Regions from separate parts of the Mus musculus genome. Here regions 1, 2, 3, 4 and 5 are each linked to region 6. Evidence: chromatin contacts called from public Hi-C, promoter capture Hi-C and targeted proximity ligation data. All regions are on one chromosome and are shown on one strand. The core of a region is the stretch at or near the end of the contact, and the rest is flanking DNA. Distances in the headings are between cores, read along the strand shown.

Region 1 (3,680 bases), core at 505-3,004, 490 kb before region 6:
AGTGTCATCTGCAAGTGGAGAGGATGAACCCTTAAGGAAACCCACCCCCAAAAAAACCCCAAAAAACTTTGAGTCAAGCAAACCAGTGACTGGAGCAACTTCTCATTAGAGCTCTGGGTGCCTCCCCCCGCCCTCAACATTCCCATATAGGAGGAATTAGTTCAATGACCAGACACGGAGGTGGGCTTCTCACTTCAATCCCTCCTCCTCCTCTGTCCTGTAGAGTGAATCTTTTTCTTTCTTTCTTTCTTTTTTTTAGAAAGCTTTCTTTCTTTCTTTCTTTCTTTCTTTCTTTCTTTCTTTCTTTCTTTCTTTCTTTCTTTCTTTCTTTCTTTCTTATGAGTACTCTGCTGCTGTCTTCAGACACACCAGAAGAGGGCATTGGATCTCATTACAGATGGTTGTGAGTCACCATGTGGTTGCTGGGAATTGAACTCAGGACCTCTGGAAGAGCAGTCAGTGCTCTTACCCGCTGAGCCATCTCTCCAGTCTTTTCCTTGATAGTTTGCCCTCTTCGGGAATTTTTATTCCCAGCTCTTCCCCCAAGAAACCAGTAATCTCGAGGGAGTTTCCTCTCTCCTGATTTTTTTCTTTTTTTCTTTTGAGAATTTAACACCTGGAAAGGAGGTGAGATCATTCATAGTATAGTGTGCATGGTTAATAATGCTTAATCCATTGTCTTTTGAAGGGTTTTTAAAAATCACTCTGAACCAAAAGAATGAGGCTTTAATTGGGGGATTCTAGTGGTCGAGTAATCTGGTCAAGGAGAGTCCCCTGACAGCCAACTAAAGAGTAAACCCCAGAATGCAAAAAGGGCACAGGGCTCACTTAGTTAGTGATATGCTAAGGAGATAAGAGTCTGTTTAAAACCTGGCGTGGTGGCACACGCCTTTAATCCCAGCACTCAGGAGGCAGAGGAAGGCGGATTTCTGAGTTCGAGGCCAGGCTGGTCTACAAAGTGAGCTCCAGGATAGCCAGGGCTATACAGAGAAATCCTGTCTCAAAAAACCAAAAAAAAAAAAAAAAAAAAAAAAAAAAAAGGAGTCTGCTTAAGTAAGAGTAAAACCAGAATAAGAAATTCAGGTAGCAAAGTGTGTGACCACACTAACCCAGATTCTCCCAACTACACCCTGTAAGGTATTTGGCCTTGGGGATAGAATAGGCCCGCCCACCTTCCCACACCAGCAGGCCTTAATTACCCAGTAATGGCCACAAGGCGAGTCCCTAGGGGTGCATTTGTTAAGTTGTGCAAGAGATGACCACGCCCACGCGCAAGGTGTACAACCAAGCCTTGGTCCGGGCAGATCCTGTCTGACCCTCGAGTCAGAGAATAATCCCGCAGGGAATATCAGAGAATTAAATAGTCCCGCAGGTAATATCAGAGATCACGTGGGGAAAAAAAACCCCAAAGCTGCTGACAGTGCGTCACCCCAAAGCTGCTCTGACAGTGTGTCCCTTCTTGTGGCTCTGAAGCCTGAGGCCCAAGGCAGAAACGCGTCCCATATCAAATCCCTTCGCACTGGGCTAGGGCTGTGCGTCCCCAAGGAGACTGGTGAGGATCGTAGTGGGTCAGAAGCTCCTCGGTGGGACACCTCCACCGGGAGCCCAAGGGGACTTGATCGCCCCACGCGCACCATCCCGCCGGGACGCTCCGCCCTCCGTCTCGCTGGTTGGCCCGGTCGCTGCAGCGAGCGGCGGCGGGAGGAGCCAGGCGCGCCCGCCACGCAAAACCACCGTGCTCGGTCCCCAGCGGCAGTGGCAGCGCTGACAGCGGCCGGTGCGCGTTGTCTCCACTGTGCCCTGCATCCCGCATCTCGCATCGGCCAGGCTACCCGACTCATCGCAAACGTCAGTGCTCACCATGGGGAAGCCCACGAGCTCGGGATGTGACTGGCGCCGCTTCCTACGGAATCACTGGCTGCTGCTCTCCACCGTGGCCGCCGTGGTACTAGGTGAGTCGCGCGCGGGGGCACCAGGCGCGTGCCCGAGGCCAGGCCGCGTGCGGGACCGGGTGGGCTCGGCGTGGCACGCGCTGCCCGCATTCCCCGGTACTGGGCCCCCAAGCTCCAGATCAACCAGAGCGCTTTGGTGTCACCCGGGGGAAACAATGTTCTTAACCCCCTCCCTCCCCCATACTGGTGCTCCACGGGCTGCTGTCTCTGCTTTCTCCAAAATGATCAGAGGGCGCGTGAAAGGTGGGCAGGGGTCCTTTGAAAACAAGCGGGGTTAAATGGGGTTTAATTTGATCTTCATCCTTAACTGTTCCCACCACTTGCACACACCACCATCACCACCACCACCATCACCTTCGTGCCCAACCGCGACTGTATGAATTACTGTTCTCTGTCAGATTTAAAGAGACATCTGAGCCCGCGGAATGGTGGAGACCTTGGGAATGTTGGAGCAGAGGGTAGATACCTTCTTAGAGGGTACCTCTCCAGTCAGATTCATGCCTCATTTCTGAGCCAGCAGTTGTGGTTCACTGAGGCCACAGGGAACCAGCGCTGAGAGAACCCAACCCCCTTCTTCCTCCTGGGCAAGCTGCTCACCACGTTTTTCTATCGAAAATAATATAAGCTGCTTTTATTTGTTTTCACACTTGGGTGTATTTAAGTGGCCCATGCCTGACATACCGCTGAGCCAGGACTAGGTGGATGTCCGGGCCATTGCTCAGAGATTTGAGTTACTTGTGTTTAGAATCTCATTTTCTGGCCAGGTTGTCTGTATAACCTAAACTTGGCAATGTGCTGTAGGGTGGGAACCCTGTGGGTCTTCACACCCCAGGTGGGGCCATCCAGCAGGTAAGGACAGGTGCACCTTGAGAGAAAGTGGATTCCTAGCCAGGCTCCACCCTCTATCTGGAAGTTACAGCTGCCTCTGCTGGAAAGGGGACGATGGGGCAGCCCCTTCTCCCTGGGCACTGCACCTTGCTCCTGAGTCTGGGAATGCTTGGTGTTGCCTGCTCCTGTCCAAGGTCTTCCCCGCCAAAAATAAAATGCCTTTGGAAGTTAATGGAATCCTTGGGGTCACATGGGTTCCTCCAGAACCTTATGCAAAGGGAAGTCAGGCTTCCAGTAAATAAATAACATCCTGAATCGCATTAACAGAGGATGTTGGTGGGAGGAGAGGAGTGCAAAAGAACCCACTAGTGTCCACTTTCCCAGTGCCAAGTGGTTTAGGGCGTTTTGGGGAAAGGTTTATCACTACATTTAAAGAACAGCTCCTACCAAGGGACTGAATGGATCAGAAGACATAGCCTTGCTTGTTTTCCCAATGATGAAGACAGAATTTATTTTTAAATCTGTTTTGAAAGCCTTGGAGGTGAGCAAAGCTTGTGGCTCCTTCCCAGTTCTGTGTGTCTGAAGCCCTGGGCACTGCAGAGATCCCACTAGGTCACCAAGTGCTTGCCACCAGCAGTTGGCATGAGTGTGGGTGCCCCACAGTTCACATACCAGTTCACTAGAGCCTGCTCCAGAAAGGAAGCCTACCGGTTAGTTGCTCATTGGCCTTTGGACCAGTTGAATAAGCAAAGTCCTCAGGCCAAGAAAGGGTTTGTTTCCTCTTATTTTGCAGGCATGACCTGTGGTCTCGAGTGGACCTGGTTTTAGTGTAGGTGAACCACAGGAACTTGATTCTGGAATTTAGTTTTGAGCCCATAAATTCGCCATGTAAAATTGCAA
Region 2 (3,522 bases), core at 528-3,027, 280 kb after region 6:
GATGGAGACTGGACAATGGTGGATGAAAACTTCTCCACCCTCAGCTTGACCCAGTCTGAGCTAGAGCACATCTCCATGGAGTTGGCGAGTAAAGGACCCCATAAATCTCAGGTCCAGCTTCGGTGAGTGTCTCCGAGTTTGAGAACACAGAGAGCCCGGAGGTCTCTGTGCAGATGGATCCCTCTGCGTACTTGCTGCCCTCCCTTTGTGTGTGTCAGCTATTGTCATTCATACAGATCCTTGTGTTGCTGCTTTATGTCTAGCTATTTGCTGCACATTTTCATGGAGGCGGGATGTCTGGACTGGTGTGTTGTCATCGGCCTGATTCTCAGAGAATCCTCAGTGGTCAGTCAGCTTCTTGGGATTGCTCAGTCTTCCGAGATGGATGGAGAGATGTTACAGAACATAAAATCAGGGCTGCAAGCAGTGGACCGCTGGGCCTCTACAGACTGGTGAGTGAATGCTGCTTTCCATAATAAGCATGGTATCCTTTGGCGAATGATGGCTTTGTCACATTAGGACCATTATAACTGCCAGGTAGGTAGCACATCCCTTAAGTCCCAGCACTTGGAAGGCAGAAGCAGGCAGACCTCTGTGGGTTTGCGGTAAGCCTAATCTAAATAGCAGGCTTCCCGTCATCCAGAACTGCATATGATACCTGTCCCAAAAAAGCAAGAACTTAAAGTTCACTCATTTGGACAGTTTTAAGTTTATGGAACTTAAAAAATACTTTCATACTTATGTTTTAAAGTAGTTTTCCTTTAACCAATTTGTACTCAGGCTCTTGAATGGGTACTGTCCATTGAATAGCTTATAATGTTGGTTAGTTTATAACGTGAACATATAATGCTGGCTTAAAATTTATGCCATACAAGTGGTCATGAGGCTAGAACTTAGATTGGTAGTTCTGTGGCTAAGTATTCAGAAAGACAGGTTATGTAGTCTATGTAAATGTCAAGGCTCCATGACAGCTACTAGCATCTCCCAGTTAGAAGCAGCAGGTGGGAGTGAGGTCCTGTCCTTGTCAGCAGTCAAGTATAGATTTGAAGCTCTTTTCTTCCCTTAGATCTGGTTTTCTGTAATTGCAAAATGAGTTTAAGTTAGATACTTTGCAATGATCCCTTAGAGTCTAAAGTCTTTCGTTCCTTGTTTCTTATTGTGCACTTAACCAAGTTGTGCTTGTGGGTACTTTGCATTGGTACTTGTGCACATGTGCAAAAGATAAAGGTCGGCTTCTGGTGTCATTTCCCAGGAGCTATTGACTTTGTTGTTTAAGACGGATCTCTCCCTGGGACCTGGGGCTCACTGATTGGGCTAGGCTGGCTGGCTGTCCAGCATGCCTCCAGAAATCCTATCTGTGTCTTGTCAGCACCAGCACACCAGCTTTGTCGGTGGGTCCTAGGGATCGAACTCAAGACCGCGTGCCTGCACAACAGGCACTTTATCAACTAACAGCCATCTCCTTAGCTAGCCCCTCTATCAAGTCTTTTGAATTATAGCAGATGACAGCTAATTTTTCCCCCTTTACTCAGCCCTGGATATAAGCCATTTTTAAACATCATTAAGCCACAACTGCAGAAGCTCAGTGAGATAACAGAAGAACTGGTCCAGCCTGACACCTTCCAGCCAGTAACAGTGGGTAAGACTCCTGAACAGACCAGTCCCCGGGCAGAGGAGAACAGAGGCTCTTGCAGCCATGGGAGCATCTCTCAGAGTGAGCCTGGGAGTAACAACGTGGTCAGCCGGAAAGAAGAGGACACAACACAGGCGGATGAGGAGGAGCCACTTCAGGATGGGGCTTATGACTGTTCTGTGTCCTGACAGCAGTGAGCACGGCACAGCGGGCAGTATTAGTCACAGCAGCTTGCAACTGAGTCATTGTGGCCTGCCGAATGACTTAACAGGTAAAAGAACTTGGGTCAGAACTCTTTCGTAAAGTATTATAATTTAATGAACTCTTCCTCTAAATCTCTTTGACTCCTTAAAAAAAAGTGTGGTATCAAAGCATCTTTCATAAGAAAAATTTAAGCTGCAATAGAAAGTAGTGAACAGTATATAGATGCACACATGGAATATTTTGATTTTATTTACAACAGATTGGTAGTTGTAGGGATTATTCTTAACAGGAGGGATTATTTTGCCCCAAGCGAGCTTACTTTTTCACTACTTACAGCTTATATATTTTCTGGTTTAGTGTGTGTCTAGACTGGTTTTGTTTTTGTGGGGTGGGTTGTTTGTTTTTAACTTTCTTTTAAATATGTGTTAAGGTGCTGTAGCTCATCAGGTAACTGAGCTACTTGTTTGCTTCCTTGTATAGAGTCAGCGGGACTCTGATTGGTCCTTTGAATCCTACTCTTGCACAGTGTGGGTCAGTGGACAGAGACCCTTTGGCTTTGGTACTCTGTTGACTAGCAGTCCTGAATGACGGAAGCTATTTACCTGTGAGTTAATGTGCCTGTTTTAGCAAGCTTAATTTCCTACTAGATCAATGTGGGCAGAGGGTGAGGGGGTTCTTATCAATTATGCTGACACCACTAAATTTTGTATCAAAGAACTGTATCTTTTTGTGAATATTCATGTAAATATACTCAAAGGCACTGTCCATATTTTTAATGCGTGTATTATAATGTGTAAGGTTTTACGCTGGATTCTGCATGACTATACTCACTCTTGGAATAAAGACAAGACTTTTTCTTCTTTCCAAAATGAGCAGTTGTCATAGAGGAAGACAGGTTTGTTGGCCCAGCTGTAAAGTAGTGGTCATCCCACTGATCATGAGGCGGAACAGGTTTTGTGCAAATTAATGTAGTTTCTTATTTATTGCTTTTGTAAATTGAATAAAAACGGGCTTTTATGTAAATAGACTGTGGGATCCTGTATTATCAGCTACTAAAAATTAGTTTGTAAATTCTTTATTATAAAGTTTAAAAATATTTTATGTATTTCTAGATGTGACTTAAATTTTAGTTTTTCATACATTATGAAAGCAGAACTACATATTCAGTTGCTTCAGACTAAACACATACCTATCACATGTAATTCTAATTATTAATAACAGTATTACTTTAGATAGCTTATTTGTACTGTGCAATTTGAACAAGGAATGCAATGTTATTTTTTATAAAATCTTGTTTATTTTTATAACAACAATGTATTTGATGTGGACCAAATTCGTACCACCATGTAAAACAGCCTCTCTTCTAATGCAGATATAGCTTAGAAGTGGAGTTCAGCCCTCTATCCCTGCCTTTTAAACTAGAGAGATAGACGAGGTCCTCTTAGGCAGTATCTTTTAGAGGAAACCTCAGCATTATTTTGAAATTATTTCAAATTTCACCAACTAGTTAAAATTATTGAATTTAGTAATTACTGTTATTTACTTTCTACATTAGAAGTGCAATAATTTTACATAATAAAATTACTGGATGGGTGAAATATGTTATTGGTACCTGGTCCTTCTGGTGCTATTTTTATTTAAGTTGTATCAAACCACCACCTTGTTCTGAATTTTAAAATAGAGAA
Region 3 (3,900 bases), core at 121-2,620, 490 kb after region 6:
TATCTCATGGAATTTCTTTTGGAAACTAGGTGCAAAATCTGTAGCCATCTGTCCAAGTGTAGTACAGGCAGCAGCCCTTACCCTTGGATGAGGATCCTGAAGAAAAAGTAAAACCGAGTTAACTGTTTCATCTAGAATTGGTTCCATTTGCTGATGGCAACCTTCTCCAATGGCTGATAAGGCCATTAATCCGGCGTGTCGACATTTCCAGTCAGGGCTCTGAAGCATCTGCATGATATGCTCCTTGGTCATTGGCAAAACAACTTTCCCACCAAGTCCACAAGCCAGTCTGTCTAGGGCACTCTCAGCAGCAACCGCATTGCTGTCAAAGTCATCTTCTTCCATTTCATCAGCATTTACCCAGTCATCATCATCTTGAAGATCAACCATCATTGCTAATATATGAGGCACAGCCTGTGCAATAATATTCGTATGCTTTTTCAACATTGGAGTTGCAGTTTCAGATAAGGTGACTATTACTTCCAGAGCCAGCTGGCGTTGCAGGTTACTAAGCCTAGAGTCTCCACACAACTTCAGGCTCAACTGCAGAGTATCTTCTAGATAGGGACCCAAGTACTTAGGTACAGTATCTGCAATCTCAACAAGGGATTCTAGCACAGAATCATCATCCTGGTAGCAGGAATCATTCACAGCCTGTAAGATCCCAGGAAGCAAATCCGCAAAGTCTTTGAAAAGAGCAATATTGTTTTCATTAGCAAGGACGAACGTAGCTGCAGCTCTAGCAGATAATGTCCTGATTGCTGGATGCTCCTGATCTTGAATACACTGGTCCAACAACCTCTTGATGATATCCAAATCGTGACGATCCTGGTTCCCAAAAATCCCAGGAAAGTGCCAGAAAACGTGAAGTGCAACTTCCCACAGAACCACATTTTTAGAGTGAATCGAATCAATGAGGAATTTCAGACCTTCTGGCCAATGGTTAGTGCCACTCTCATCTATCAAATTCCTGGCCAGCACCGCAAAAATATCACAAAGCTTTTTCCTCATGCTAGCATGTGTTTCTAACTTAACGGCCAGTATCAGTTCAATCTTGACATCCCTCTGCACTTCAGGAGGTAGATTTGGATAGACCTCCTCAAACCCTGAGGACAAAAGCCGTCGTAGCAGTGCGGCAGCCATTTGTCTCACCTCATAACCTGCTCTTCTATTTCGGACGGCGTCTAAGAGAAATGTAGTCTTACACAGACCTGGGATATTCTCATAGACCTCCTCGGCTTGCCTCCGCACCATGCAGCTTGGATTGATCAGGTTCTTCAGAAGCTGGTAAAACTCCTGCTTTTCCGACACGGTCGCCGGCAACCCTGCAGACCCGGCCGCCGCCATCGCGTCCTGTCAAAGCTACCGCGACCGGGAAGGAGGGAGGGAGTCTGCGGCTGGGAGCGGTGACGTCAGTGAGGCGACGCCGGGGATGGGCGGGGCGCTGCTCCCACTCTCCGCTGCGGCGGGGTGAAGCTGGCAGGCGGGGGTCTGGGTTTTACAGGGTGGACGGAGCTGAGTGCGTTTTAGGGGTATCGTCCTGTTCTCCGACCGATGTGCTCCTGTAGAGGCTGGAAGGAGATGGGGAGAAATTCGCTCCGCAAGTCTACATACTGTATGATGCCGTTATTGTTTGTAAAAGACCTCGAATAAGCACCTCTAGACGAACTTTAATTAGCACCTGCTATGGAGTGAGGGAGGAGGGAAGAATGGAGTATAACTGCTGTCCGGGGATTTCTTTTTGAGGGTTGGTAAAAATGTTCTGCAGTTGATAGTGATGATGGTTCCCCCAATGTCATGCCGTTCTACTAAGAACTACCGAATTATACAATTTAAATTGTTAACTGGGTATAGTGAGTAAAACCATAATAAAACTACTTGCAAAATAAACTCAATCAAAGGTTAATGATTTCCTCCCCGTTGCCACACCCAAAGAAGTAGAACCCGAGATGTTCAAACTCGGGCGTACATCCCAATCTCTTGTCCTGTGGATTCTAACAGAGTGGGAAAGACAAATGAGTAAGGTGGGAGGTGATCTGGAGTAATGATAATGAAGCTTCTTGAATCCTGGTCTTCTATATACATTACTTTTGTATTTTTGTTACTCAAGATTTTCCTTATGTGTTTCTAAACTGTAATATGACAGTTCAGTTATTAGAATCCTAATTACCCATGAATAGGAAGCTGCAAAGATTACCCTAAGAACAAATTCCCCAAGGCTATGTATTTTTAATGTAGGCAGATGAGTTATTTAAAACCATAATTATAAGGTGTAACAGTCTGAGATCAGATCTTCCTCTCTGCCAGCCATTGTCACACTCATTTCAGCCCTAGGTAATTCTGTAAGGCTGATAAAGGCAGACAAAGCACTACTTTAAACCAAGAAATGAAGAGCCAGAGAGGCTGAGGCTCACAGCAGATGAGTCTAAATTCTACCTAGTCTTAAGGCAGTGGCACCTTTTGTCACCACAGAACATCCCCTATAGCCGCTGTTGCTTTTGCAACGTCATCAGAGACCTTCATTTATTGTGTTCTGTCTTAAACTTTGCCAAGAAATCTGAATTTCAGTCTTGTGAAATTCTGCTGCATATACACACAAAATGGAGAAAGTCTAGTTTCACATTAACAAGTTGACTGACCAAATAGGTGGTCTCATAAATTAATTTGTAATATGAAACTAGTCTCTGAACAGTGTTTCTCATTTGGTGAACCATTTCAAGGCCATTTAGGGTGTTTATTTTAAAATACAGATGTTAGGACCAGCTTCCAAATTACTGTACTAGATTTCTGAGAACTGTAACCCAAACATGCATAATTAATAAGCACAGAGAGATTTTATATAAATACCTAAACTTTATAATTATGGATCAAATCAATTCTTGTTTTGATTCTAAAATCTTACCTACAGTGCTTCATCTTGTACCAGACTCACTGCTCTTCTTACTGCTCCTAGAAAAAGTTTGGCTGCAAAGCCTCTGCATCTGCAGTTTTAGGAAATGTTAACGAATGCTGGAGAAATGCTTTCCCTACAGCTGCATCCGTTAGCATACTAAGGGCTTATTAAAACCACAGCAAGATCCAGTGACAATCCTCTGTAGTGTTTGGAACGTAAATGACTGACAGTGCCAAGGCCTGTGCAAATGTGGAACACCGGGAAGCTTGGCTATATTATATGGGAGTATATATAAATTAGTACAGCTTGCAACAATAGTTGAAATGCTGTTAAGATTGTTCAGTCATCGAGCCACCAGCCAGGAGCATACATGGGCTGGTCCAAGGCCCCTGGCATGTATGTAGCAGAGGTTTGCCTGGTCTGGACTCAGTGGCAGAATATGCACTAAATCCTCGAGAGACTTGGGGCCCCAGAAAAGGGGGAGGTTTGCAGGGGCCAGGGAGAAGCACCCTCTCAGAGGTAAGGGGGAGGAAGAATGAGATGAGGAACTGTGAGGGGGGGACCAAGTGGGGGACAATGACTGGAATGTAAATAGAATAATTTTTAAAGAGATTGTTCAGTTGTACATTTATTCCACCAGAAAATATTCACTGGAGCTTTATCAATCATAGTGCTGGACACAAAAAATATATCTATATCTATATCTATCTATCTATATACATATACATATACACATACATATGCATATGTATATATATATATATGTATATATACATATATATATGTGTATATATATATATATACATATATATATATATACATATGAGAGGAGCTTGGAAATGGCTCAGTTGATAAAGTTCCTGCTATGTGAAGAGGATGACTACCTGAGTTTGGATCCCAGTACCCATGGAAAAGCTGAGCACCCCGTTGCACATATATAACCCCACACAGCACTGTGTGGGAGCAGGAAGAAACAGGCAGATCTCTAGAGCAAAATGGCCAGCCTA
Region 4 (3,981 bases), core at 571-3,070, 360 kb before region 6:
TCATTCATGGCGCCCCCCCCCCCCCAATCATAAGACCAAAGATGACCAAATAATATGGTAGACTCTGATTACAGTCTGACCTAGAAAGACCAAAGAGGGGTATGCTCATGACATCTGTAAATGCTGCTGTGTCTGGAAAGAAAGTCTTTAAATCACTGGTGAAAGTGGCATCATCAGATAATCTCAATGGCCACTTGTTCTGGCATTTATAAATAGAAAGGACTGTGAGCTGTGGGCTATGGTCTAATGTTCAAAGATATGGGTGGACAGGACTGTGGAAGATGGACATGATAAACCAGTTCTCAGTAGGAGGAAGTAGGACCTTCGAGAGTGGGAGTCTGGTACACCCATTGGAACAAGTCCTTCGATAAATAAAACAGTTATCACATTCCCACAACAACCTAAACACAGACTACCTCTCCCCTCATCAGATCAGCTAAGCTGTGAGGTTCTAAGAGGTCTAGGTGTGTTTAAATTTCTGAAGATCATTTTTCATTATAACATTCAGGCCAGACACTTGAAAGTGACTGTTTGTTCTTATAGTGTCCCCAAGTCTGCTAATTAAGGGCCCACTTCTACTTTCTAGTCGCACTTCTGAAATTCCATATTTTGTTTGCTGGGGCCTGAGTTTGCTGGCTTTTAAAATATAGATCAGATCAATTTACCCGACTTCATGAATAATCCTAAATTCTCTGGAATAAAAAACTGATTTCTTTGTTAATTACTTGTACGATGAAGGATGCCTTTAAAAAAAAATCAAAATAAATTAAACTGGTAATGTTGAATGATATGAGGTGAAATCTTTAATTTCTGCTTTGATGTAAGAGAGATCACTTGGCTTCTTGGGGGCTCCTTCCTCATCCTGAACACTTGAAATTGATACAGCCCAACTGAGAACTGTCAGCAAGATGGAACCAAAACCAGGACCCTCTCGTTTTTCCTTTCATTTCTACGCGCTCAGTGAAACCATAGAGTTTACTGATTACACAGCATCTCACTGGATCTCCATGCTGTATCCTCTTAGCATCCACTTCTAACTATGGCCTAAGCCCCCGTTTAACTGTGAGGCCACACTCCATGCCAGCCTTGGAGGACAGGAGAGCAAAACCAGAGGAATGGCTGACTCCTAAATGGGAACAGCAAGGTCATGGTCACGTGCCCCTGCCCCTCATTTAAGGAGGAGTTGGTGGGTTATCACAAAGTGTTTATTGTTAGATTGATTACCCTGTTGAAATGAGCAATCCAAAGCGATCCCTAGACGTGAGGGGACAATATCAAACGTGGAGCTTTAAAAATGTTATATTCCTTGGTTACTTTAAAAAAATAAATTCTTTCACAAATGAAAATCCTGCTTTAACCTAAGTCAGGATTGTTTTAAAGAAGCCAAGGAACATGTCGGTTTGGGAAAGAAAAATGAAAGGCGGAACAGATTGAACTGAGTTTAAAGGCTAAGAGATACAAGGGAGATAAATATGTGGTATCTTAGGGACAGAAGCACAGATCTGCCCCCCCAAACAATGTGTGTGCAGTAAGCAAAGGAGAACTTGGGGTGACGCGGTAGGTAGGCTCGCAGGTGTCTTACCGCCCGGATTTGGAGCTCCACCACCACCTCCATAGGCATCCTTCCCTGTGCACCGCAAAGATCCTTTGTGCTGAGCCTTGAACCAATTATTTCTTAGTTTACATCAAGGCAAGCGCTTTCCAGAAGCTTCCCTGACCCCCACCCCCTCCCCTTTGTTCCCCCATCAGTGCTCCCAGCCCAGGTCCCTCCCACCGGGACGGGTGTCTCACAAGCTTTGGAGTGTGAGCTTTCAGAAGGCTGAAGCGTCCGGTTGCCATGGACACTCAAACACTCAACCTTCTCCTCTGGAACTCCTGCGAGGCTGAGACGCAGGCGCATTTATGCTCTGCTGGGAACCCTACGTCTTCTCACCCTCCCTGGTGGTAGCCTGGCCCAGTGACTGTCTAAGGGTCCGGGAACCTGTCCACGGATGTTGGAAGTTTTTTTTTCTGTCTCTCCCTGGACACACTGTGGCCCCAATTATTGTGTTCAAATGTTTAACAGTTTCCATCCCCAAAGTACAATGTGATCATAGCTCCATTGTGTAATCATTTTTAGTGGCAAAGGGGCCCCAGACACTGGGATTCCTGTGACCATTTCTAGTTATCATAGTTGTCTGTCCCTTAGGGGACTCCTTGCTTATTAAATGTCTTGTTTCCTTCTTTGCCCCAGAAAGCATGTTCGCTGTCAATACATTGAGTAGTGTGCTAACTACAAATAGGTCATTTCTAAAGAGACTTAAGTTGGGAACCTCGGGTCAAGAAATCAGCTGTCAGTTCCTCTTCCCTGCACTGTTTAGCTTTCCTGGTAGTTTGAAGTGAGCATTGGATTGCACCATCCCCCAGGGGCTAGTTATTGTATTTGCCAAAACAGCAGTTACACTGTAGATCGGGCAGAAAAAGATTTCTTCACTGGCAAGAGAAATGACATTTTCCCATTATATGTTACTTAAAAAACAACAACAAAACAGCAAACAAAAGGAGAATGCGAGTGTTTTTTTTAGCCAATCAAAAATTCCCTGGAAGGTCTATGTCTCAAAAAAATGAAATAAGTAAAAACATAAAGATTCTTTTAAAATGAGGGCGGTACCATGTGGTTCCGTTGGTAATGTTTGCCTAGTGTTATTCATCAGAACAGAATAAATCTGTCTTTCATCCATGTCTGTACTGCTAGCACTAGGAAGGCAGAAGTGACAGAGTCGGAAATTCAAAATGAGCCTGGAATATTGTGGAGGTTGAGAATAGGTGTGTCCTTGTTGGAGGAAATGTGTCTGTGGGAGTAGATAATGAGACCCTTCTCCTAATAGTGCTTCTCCCTGGGCCAAGCATATTCAAACCACCACAAATAATCTAACGAGTTTGAGCGTCCGCCTGGACGCCATGAGACCCTGACTCAAAATAGAATTTTAAAGATTATCTTGTGACTTATTATTGATACTTTACGTTGAGGATCTCTGTAGTTGAAACAGTTACAGGGAGCTGTCCCTCAAAAGATACTGCTGACGATATTCCCTTCAGTAGCTATAGTTTATTTCTCTGTAAGGGAAACCTTGGGGTAATGAGGGACTCAGCATTTCATCTATACCCAGTTCCTAGTGCTCTCTTAGTACACAAAGATATATATACAGATGGTTCTCGGCTCTCTGGAAACCCGGAGCACAGACTCCTCACTACAGTTAGCTGCTACAAGACCTGTGATGATCTTCACAGGCAGGTCACCGGTGACAATACTAGTGTGACAAAACGAATTGGTAGCCAAGCTTCTAGAGGCAAAATAGAAGGGAGGAATCAGTTCTGATTGAAGATCTGCACAGAGGTGGGCGTGTCACATATGGTCACTCCATTGCCACAGCACTTCTCCGAGGACAGTGTGACCTGTATTTTACAGCCTCTTCCCCAAGGCTACATAACTCATCCCAACAGTCATGTCTGAGTCCAAGGGCCCTGCCACCTCCCTGCCTCCACAACGCAGAGATTATTGGTCCCTGGAAACACTGTCACATCTGCATACCCTGTTTCAGTCTTTCTACCTCTTGATATGACTAGACTCTCCTGACTCGTGATTTACCACACTCACCTTGATAGGGTAGCAGAATCCTGAATTCTTCTGAATTCCCTTGGACTACCTAGCCATTCTTTTTGTCTTTGTTTTCTCTCCTTTACCTAGCCAAGTATTATTTTTGTAACCCTTTGTTTAACTCACTGTCTTTTATTAAGGTGACACTCAATATATATACCAATTAACATGTCCACAAGTTTACATATGCCACCCAGGTGTCTCTTTAGGGTTATTTTTCATCTTGGACTCCCAGATGCCACGGAGATGTGGCATTGCTATATCCATAATGTCTCAAGCCCGTCTTGCAGTTCATCTCATCAATGATGTTGCCATCTTGGCTGGAGACCAACCAAGCGAAGTCA
Region 5 (3,864 bases), core at 665-3,164, 260 kb before region 6:
TGAGGACCAGGCACTGGGGAGATGTCTCTGAGCCTGACTGGGGGTGGGAGAACAGCAGATATACAACCAGAGGACCTGAGTTCAGATCCCTAGCACCCACTGAAAGAGCAGGTATGGCCACTGGCACCTGCAACCCCAGCACTGAGGAAGGGGGAATGAGGCGTGGAGACTGGTTGATCCTGGGGCCTGCTGTCCAGCCAGCCTAGTGAAAACCAGAGTTCCAGGTTCAGGTTCCTTTATCTTAAGGGAATAAGGCAGAGAGCAAATGAGGAAGTCACCTGTCCCCTGACCTCTCCCGGCTGGCCTGGCCTTTGTGCACTTATAAGGGCATCCTTACACACACACACACACACACACACACACACACACACACATAAACACACACACACACAAGCACACCCATCTACACATCCTCACATACACAAAGACTGTTACAGACCCGAGCAAAATATCTTTGAAAGCCATGCACTGCCCATCCCTGTGTCTGACCCAGGATGTATTCTTAACAGACCACCAGTTTCCACCAACCCAGAAGTTAGGATGTTAGCAGATCACATCTGGGACCTATAACAAAGGTTCCCTGCTTTGCTGTAGCCTGCCTAACTGTTGTCTCCACCAGTGTATTTGGTAACTGTCTTGACTTATGACTTTGTTCCATAATTAATACATCTCATGTGGCCCTTTGCAGTGGGATCTATCTTTCTGGTCTGCTTGGATCTGTGTTCCTGGGCTGTGGTCACCCACATTTGGCTCCAGAATAAACTATCCCATTTGAGGCAAGAACTGTGTTTTGTATCAACAGCAGAAGAACAGAGTGAGAAGTTTCTCCATGCCCCTTAGGGACAAAGAGTGGACATCCAGAAAAAGTCTGTTTTTGACTCCAAATAGCACCCACAGACATATATCTGTGGAGAAAGTTACACAGATATAAAAGGAATTCCAGGGGCTGGATCAGATCAGCTGTGGGCATGGTGTGATGTCATATAAAGAACGGGCTAGTCTGGGGCTCAGCAGGAAAGCCATGTTCATTCCCAGCAAAGCAAAACCAATACAAAACAAAAGGACTTAGAAGGCCAGGGGTCCGGCTCGGTGCATGAAGACGCTTGCTGACAGCAGTGATGACCTGGGTTCAACCCCCAGGACCCACGGGATAGAAGGATGCTGAGAAGGGGACCTATAGGACCTATACCTGTTTCTTATATTCAAAACCAAGTCAATCCAGGACATGAATGGGAGCCCAGGGCTCACCTGCAGCCATAGTTAAAAGCAGGGCAACAACATTCATATCATACTCACACCCCCATCTTACACTAGTAATCAAACCTAAGCCTTCAGTTGCCTACAACTGCTCTGGCTGTGGCTCCTCGTGCTACCTGCAGAAGTAGGGGAGTCCCAGGCCCCATTGCCTTTACAGATTTTTCGGCTTTTCTCTATATTTACTTTTTCCTCATGGATTTCCTGTTCCTCAGAATCACCTAGATGAGTCGTCTTTACCCTTCCTAATGTTGTGACCCTTTAATATAGTTCTTCATGCTGTGGTGATCTACGACCATATATATATATTTTTTGTGCTACTTTATAGCTGTAATTTTGCTACTATTATGAATGGCAATGTAAATATCTGTGTTTTCTGACGATTTTAGGCAACCCCTGTGAAATATCCCCAAAGGGGTCGCAACCCACAGGTTGAGAACTGCTGAGTCAGCCATTCTGTTTAAAAATACAGGTTCTCAGGACCTATTCTAGTCCATTAACTACAATCTTTTTAGAGGAGAGTCTAAAAGTCTGAACTTCATCTCAGGATGATTCCGGCTTGTGCCTAGTTTTAAGAAGTACGGCACTAGACAGGGCAGTGATGATATTCCTTTCACTGAGGACACAGCGCCTGGCACTTCACCAACACACCTGACTGCTTTCAGAATGAATAGGCGGAATGAGCTGCCCCGCCCCCACTCTACCCACGTGGCCGTGCCTGGCCAATGAACATTCAGTTGCTAAGATTCCACCTACCGGCAGGTGGCGCTGAGTCGACGTAAATGCCGTCCCAGGAAATGTTTTGCTGGAAATTCAAGCCTCAAAGGCAGCTCAATTGGATTATATTTTTACGTATTTACTTTGTCTGTAACTCTCACTTGTATGAGTAATTTGGTTTCTGATGGCGTGCTTTGAATGAGAGAAGCCAGGGAACGCAACCTGACAAGGCCTGGGAGGTAATGAAAGGACTGGATGGACACTCCTAATGGTCCTAGTTTTCATTCTCTATGAGCAAGCACTGTGTGTTATGAAATTACTCAAAGACACAAATGAGTCTGCCATTTCAGTAAGAGTGTAGCTAGCCTGTAATTTCTGTTAGTCATCTACTGTTTCCTTTATGGGTGTTTAATTGGACTAACCTTTTAAAACCATTTCCCTCACAAAGCTGTCTGAAGGGCTGTCTTGGCAGTCTTTTGAGACGTGGGAAGTCAGCCCACAGTTAAAGGCTGGGGCTCCGTAGCCAACGCCTCTTCCCCTTCCCCCAAAGGGCATCGGCGTGCAAGTGACTGATAGGGCTGGCCTGAACCAACAGCCAACTATCAGGCAAGACCATGGCCCCGGCTGAACTGGTTTCTTCTGCCAGCAGACCTTCAGCCAGGGGCCCTGAAGGAGGAACCATCCTGAGGTGCTTGCTGTCTTCCCAAGGCTCCAAGCCCAAAGCAGAGAGAATTGGGACTCGAAGGAGGAAGCAAGGAGTCTACAGCACAGACTCCTTGCACAAGAGGGCGTAATTCAAGGGAATCACACAGTTTAGGTCACACCATAGCATAGAGTTCCTGGGAAAGAAGAGAGGAGAGCAGGGAGGGGAGGGGTGGAAAGGGGAGGAGAGGGAGAGGGAGAAGGGAGGGGAGGGGAGGGGAGGGGAGGGGAGGGGAGGGGAGGGGAGGGAAAGGAGAATCTATTAAATTAAATGCTTTAAGGGCTCGGTGGTGGTGGTGCATGCCTTTAATCCCAGCCCTTGGGAAGCAGAGGCAAGTGGATCTCTGTGAGTTCAAGGCCATCCTGGTCTACAGAGTGAATTCCAGGACAGCCAAGACAACACAAAGAAACCTTGTCCCAAAAATAAACAAACAAACAAATACTGTGATGACTAATACCTTGTATGATAATTTTTTTAAAACAAATACTATAAAATAACAAAAGAACGGATACAATTTCTCATTTTCTTCCTTGAATAACCTGGTATACAGTTAGATAGGAGCCAAGCAAAACAGGCAACCAGAAGCCAGTGTGACCCAAACTGACTCGTAGGGGGGTGTCCTGTTTGGAGGTGTCTGGTATGAGCATAGGAGCCCAAGTGGCATGAAGACTGCATACAGATGTGTTTGAGTTAATGGGGGGCAGAGCTTCCCATTCCTGAAGAGCTAACATGCAACTCTAGGGAAAACTCTAGGGAAAGCTGCATGGGGTTGAGCTCAGAAGCATCAAGTCCACTGTGTGTGTGTGGAATAAATCTAGAGGAATGCCCGAGTCCTTACATGGTCATGTCCACATAGCCCCAGTTTTCTGCACTGGAAGGGAGGGAGATCAGCTGTGTTCTGGTTTCTAAACAGAATCCTTAAAAGGACCAAGACCCCTTAGGTTAAACGAGTGGCTGACTGTAAGACTAAGAAAAGTAGCTGGGTTCTTCAGGGCGCTCAGGCAGGATTGCAAGTACAAGGTCTTCCAGGACTGTAGTAGGAGACCTTGTCTCAAAGTGAAAAGTAAAACAGGGGCTGGAGAGGTGGCTCAGAGGTTAAGAGCACTGATTGCCCTTCCAGAGGTCCTGAGTTCAATTCCCAGCAACCAATTCCCAGCTCAGGACCATTTGTAATGCTATCTGATGCCCTC
Region 6 (3,619 bases), core at 577-3,076:
GAGGAGGTCAGAGTCTGCGTGGATTCTTGGCCTTTCTGAATCTATCACTGGGTCTTTCTTTCCAACCCCCACTTGCAGTGTGAGGTTTTGCCAGGCTCGCTCTGTCCCCTGAAGCTGGAGGGCGTGGCTTCCCGTCCTTTTCTGCTATTACAGTGAGTAAGACAGAGTTATAACTAAACAAAAAAAGCAAAGATTAAAGGGAGCAAAATGCAGTAAGAAAAGAGGAAATAGTCTAGGTAATACATGGTTATTAATTCTGTAACATTTGAAATCAAACAGAAATGAATTCCTATGAAAATCTTGACAGACACAGATATATGAAAGCTACGCACATCGATGACAAAGAGATCGAAAGCAAAACTAGTCACACATAGATGGTTTTAGGGGTGAATTCCACCTAGTTGCAAAGGAAAGTAGTTTACAAGCAGTTCCACTTCATTTTATGACTCTCATTAATTCCTTATTTCCAAGTCAAGTAAGAACATTGATTTTTTTTTAAAGTTCTGATAAGTTGCTTCACTTACAAACACTGCTTTGAAAAAAACTATAAAATTAGTTAAGGGAATCTACAAACACATTTTACAACATAGGAGAAAGGCTAATATCAGAATGGCAAGGGTAGGTCAAGACCACGAGATCTCTATGCAATTCAGCACGCTAGTTCACCTTCAGTGCTGCTGCAAACCACAGAGAAGCTTCATCTGTCCCCATACTACAATCTACCTATCTGCATCGATGAGCTATCCATGCCGAGACTCATCTCATCCGCCCTTGTCCTTCCCTGTGCCCTTTATTAAGTTTTCACTTCACATGAATTGCTCCGTTGGCTTTGCTCTCCCTCTCTCAGCCCTTCTGGACGAACCTTACTGCCCTACGCTGTTGCTTCTTTTCCCCTCCTGTTCAGCACATCCTGACCTCCTCGCTCTTCCCCGTATAATTCAGACAGCAGTGTCTTTCCCCTAAATAAACTTTTCCTCTAAATAAACGCCCCCAATCCCATCCCATCCTATCTATGTGACTAGTTCCTCATCACCTATATCTATCTTCTGACAATGCCCCCGACAGTGGTTAATTTCAAATGAGCAAGAATTTATTTGACTCGTGATTTGAAGATGCTCCAGGGTCCAAGGACTTTTCCTGTAGCATCATCCCATAGCGGAGGTGCCGGAAAAGGAGGATGAAGTGATCTTGCAACAGATTCACTCAGGACAATCCACTTCTGTGATAATGGCCTGACTCCGTTTCAAGAAAATTTAATTCCCTCACTTCACTTCCTAACGCTGCCCTGGAGATTAAGCTTATAACACACGGAATTTGGGGTATACATGAAACCTAAGGCCATCTTTTTAATAAGGCCTACTCTGAACAAATTATTTCTTCTAAGTCTAAAGTGAACTTCATATAAGTCTGTATGGTTTTTAAAACTGTATTCACACGTACACTAGGTACAAATTCTATTTCCTACAGAAATTCACTGGCAGAGCAAAGTCAAGGATAAGAAAAGAGGAGTTTGCACACTGATAAGCTACCAAGCCTTCCCTTCAGAGTTTTACCTGGGTTTGTGAATCTTCTCCAGGCGGAGGAAGAAGGGTGAGGGTTGAAGGCTTTGCCCTTGCGTGAGTAGTGGGGAAAGAACTGTGTCATAGGACTTTGCTCCTCCATCTCGAACCGGCTCCAGTCACTTTGGCCACAGAGTTTTATAACTTCTATCAGCAGGTGCCTGCCGCACAGCTTCCTGGGTCTGGATTCCTCTTCCTCTTCCCTGGAGAAAGGAGTCAGTAGGAGTCCAAGCCACAACAGACAAGAACAGCACAGCTGCTTCATCCCTGGGCTCCGCCACAGGGCCGGGCGCGCTGCAACGGCCGTCGCCCCGCCCCCGCCCCGCCCCGCCCCGCCCCGCCTTCGCCACCCACCACGCCCCCAGCCACGCCCCTCTCCGCACCGCCCTCGGGTTGCCCTCCCTCGCAGGCAATCTTCTCCAGAACACTTTGGTTAGGTGCGGGGTGTTCCAGGCTTACATGGACTTCCGGCTTGCAGAAAGTTGAAATTAACAGGCTCTTTTGGCCTCAGAAATGCAAGTTTTAAAATGTCTTCTTTTCCTAACTTTATTCATTCATTTTCCTTGTCGTCAAAGTTGAAATTAACAGGCTCTTTTGGCCTCAGAAATGCAAGTTTTAAAATGTCTTCTTTCTCTGACTTTATTCATTCATTTTCCTTGTCGTGCGCTCCAAGAAACTGCCTCATGAAATATGAGAACCTAGGACTCTGAGATGCAGCATCCCCCCCACACCTGGAATGTGATCTTCTTTTTGCCTAGTGTTTACAGGAGCCATTTCTTCCCTTCGGAGAAACTTATCTCCTTCATGGATTATATTTTTTAACTTTAAAAAATTGGTACTGGAACTAGAGAGATGTCTTGGCAGTTAGGAGAACTTGCTCTTGCCGAGGATCCGGGGTCGCTTCCCTGTACCAACAAAGCAGCACATGGTAGTCTGTAACTCCGGTTCAGTACCAGTCATACTCGTGGTGCATATACAGACATGCAAGCAAACACTCATACATATCAAATAAAATAAATAAACCCTTTTTAAAAATTACTCATTCCATCGCGGTGTCTTCTCACATCTATCGCACTGTACTTCACTCTCTCTTACTCGCCTCCCTTAACCACCCTCTCCCAGTTCCTGCCTTTAGTAATTCCCCTTTTTGCTTTTTTTTAATTACATGTCCTCTATTAATTGATTGCCTCCTACCTTCTTTAAGCACTCATCCCTCTCGGAATCCCTTTTGTAGTTTCATGACCTACAAACACAAACATTTAAGCATACACATATATAAACACACAAATACATAGTTTTAAGTCTAGATTCTACATGTACATAAAAGCATCATTTAGTATCCGGTTCCCGGTAAAAATTGCCTTAATTTATTTATATGAGCACATTCTTTTTTACAATAAATTATCATCACCATTATTATTATTATATTATTATTATTATTATGATGTTTATTTACTGCTGATGTGTGTGTATAAGTTGGATCCAGTTCTCTCCATGCACCATATGGGACCCCAAGATCGTTGTCACATTGTCAGGCTTGGCAGCAAGTGCCTTAACCCGCGAAAGCATCCCACTGCCTGGGAATGCATTCTTAACTGCTACACACTATTATTAGCAGGATAATGGCTGAATGGATTTATTTAACTGAAAAAAAATTATTTGCATGCCTAATTTTGAGTGAATAAGTTCTAATATTATAAAATTAATTTCAGATGTATTTACTAGAATCCCATACTATTAATTTTACTCCAGAACATTGTCATAAAATATTTGTCTTTCTGAATCAAATGTACTTTATTTAACATAATATACACTTGTATCCATTTTCCTACAAAGGTCATAATTTTGTGGGTTTTTTCTTCATAAATGTATTCAAATTTCATTGTGCATATGTACCACATTTCTTTTTTTTTAATTGGCTTTTATATTTAAATATATGTATGGGTATGTGTAGTGCCTATTGAAGCCATAAGAGGGTGTCAGATCAAATGGTTACCTGACATGGGTGCTGGGAACCAAACTCAGGTTCTCTGAAGGAGCAACAAGTGCTCTTAACCCTG

The links. Promoter capture Hi-C pulls out the DNA fragments that hold promoters and counts their contacts. Hi-C and Micro-C count contacts between places; a contact is called where the count stands out from the background.
Region 1: a contact with region 6 is called in a targeted proximity ligation map of pancreatic cancer cells. A contact is called at or near these places in 7 of 39 promoter capture datasets (the 3T3-L1 cell line, embryonic stem cells, hippocampal neurons and 1 more) and 3 of 130 datasets of targeted methods (embryonic stem cells and pancreatic cancer cells).
Region 2: a contact with region 6 is called in a targeted proximity ligation map of pancreatic cancer cells. A contact is called at or near these places in 4 of 39 promoter capture datasets (the C10 cell line, liver and macrophages), 1 of 484 Hi-C or Micro-C datasets (bone marrow-derived macrophages), 2 of 130 datasets of targeted methods (bone marrow-derived macrophages and pancreatic cancer cells) and 3 of 9 other capture datasets (adipose tissue, liver and pancreatic islet).
Region 3: a contact with region 6 is called in a Hi-C map of pre-B cells, with 4 times the contacts expected there. A contact is called at or near these places in 3 of 39 promoter capture datasets (3T3-L1-derived adipocytes, neutrophils and pre-B cells), 2 of 484 Hi-C or Micro-C datasets (embryonic stem cells and pre-B cells), 2 of 130 datasets of targeted methods (extraembryonic endoderm stem cells and memory CD8 T cells) and 1 of 9 other capture datasets (liver).
Region 4: a contact with region 6 is called in a promoter capture Hi-C map of hematopoietic stem and progenitor cells, with 5 times the contacts expected there. A contact is called at or near these places in 21 of 39 promoter capture datasets (the 3T3-L1 cell line, 3T3-L1-derived adipocytes, the C10 cell line and 16 more), 3 of 484 Hi-C or Micro-C datasets (CD8 T cells, the G1E-ER4 cell line and pancreatic cancer cells), 13 of 130 datasets of targeted methods (the NIH/3T3 cell line, the SCID.adh cell line, bone marrow-derived macrophages and 10 more) and 3 of 9 other capture datasets (adipose tissue, liver and pancreatic islet).
Region 5: a contact with region 6 is called in a targeted proximity ligation map of the 230-238 cell line, with 6 times the contacts expected there. A contact is called at or near these places in 14 of 39 promoter capture datasets (the 3T3-L1 cell line, the C10 cell line, the HPC-7 cell line and 11 more), 19 of 484 Hi-C or Micro-C datasets (B cells, the BV-2 cell line, CD4 T cells and 14 more), 23 of 130 datasets of targeted methods (the 230-238 cell line, the NIH/3T3 cell line, bone marrow-derived macrophages and 16 more) and 5 of 9 other capture datasets (adipose tissue, embryonic stem cells, liver and 2 more).

The regions. Positions count from the first base shown.
Region 1 is chr19:28,833,381-28,837,060 of GRCm38.p6, forward strand. Slc1a1 (solute carrier family 1 (neuronal/epithelial high affinity glutamate transporter, system Xag), member 1) reads left to right here and starts at 1,755. Exons shown (of 12, transcript NM_009199.3): 1 at 1,755-1,952. The coding sequence starts at 1,862. All of the region lies in intron 2 of Gm52404 (a long non-coding RNA gene), which reads right to left.
Region 2 is chr19:29,602,329-29,605,850 of GRCm38.p6, forward strand. Ric1 (RAB6A GEF complex partner 1) reads left to right here. Exons shown (of 26, transcript NM_001081319.1): 24 at 1-122; 25 at 264-452; 26 at 1,533-3,522. The coding sequence ends at 1,821. Among named protein-coding and RNA genes, the nearest start is that of Ermp1, 44 kb to the right of the region's middle.
Region 3 is chr19:29,811,604-29,815,503 of GRCm38.p6, forward strand. Ranbp6 (RAN binding protein 6) reads right to left here and starts at 1,371. Exons shown (of 1, transcript NM_177721.4): 1 at 1-1,371. The coding sequence starts at 1,347.
Region 4 is chr19:28,966,012-28,969,992 of GRCm38.p6, forward strand. It overlaps 4430402I18Rik (RIKEN cDNA 4430402I18 gene), which reads right to left and starts at 1,821. Exons shown (of 14, transcript NM_001374140.1): 1 at 1,792-1,821; 2 at 1,583-1,658. The coding sequence starts at 1,621. It overlaps Plpp6 (phospholipid phosphatase 6), which reads left to right. Exons shown (of 1, transcript NM_028922.3): 1 at 1-790.
Region 5 is chr19:29,062,052-29,065,915 of GRCm38.p6, forward strand. No RefSeq gene overlaps it. Among named protein-coding and RNA genes, the nearest start is that of Gm9895, 3.3 kb to the right of the region's middle.
Region 6 is chr19:29,323,492-29,327,110 of GRCm38.p6, forward strand. It overlaps Insl6 (insulin-like 6), which reads right to left and starts at 1,827. Exons shown (of 2, transcript NM_013754.1): 1 at 1,554-1,827. The coding sequence starts at 1,824.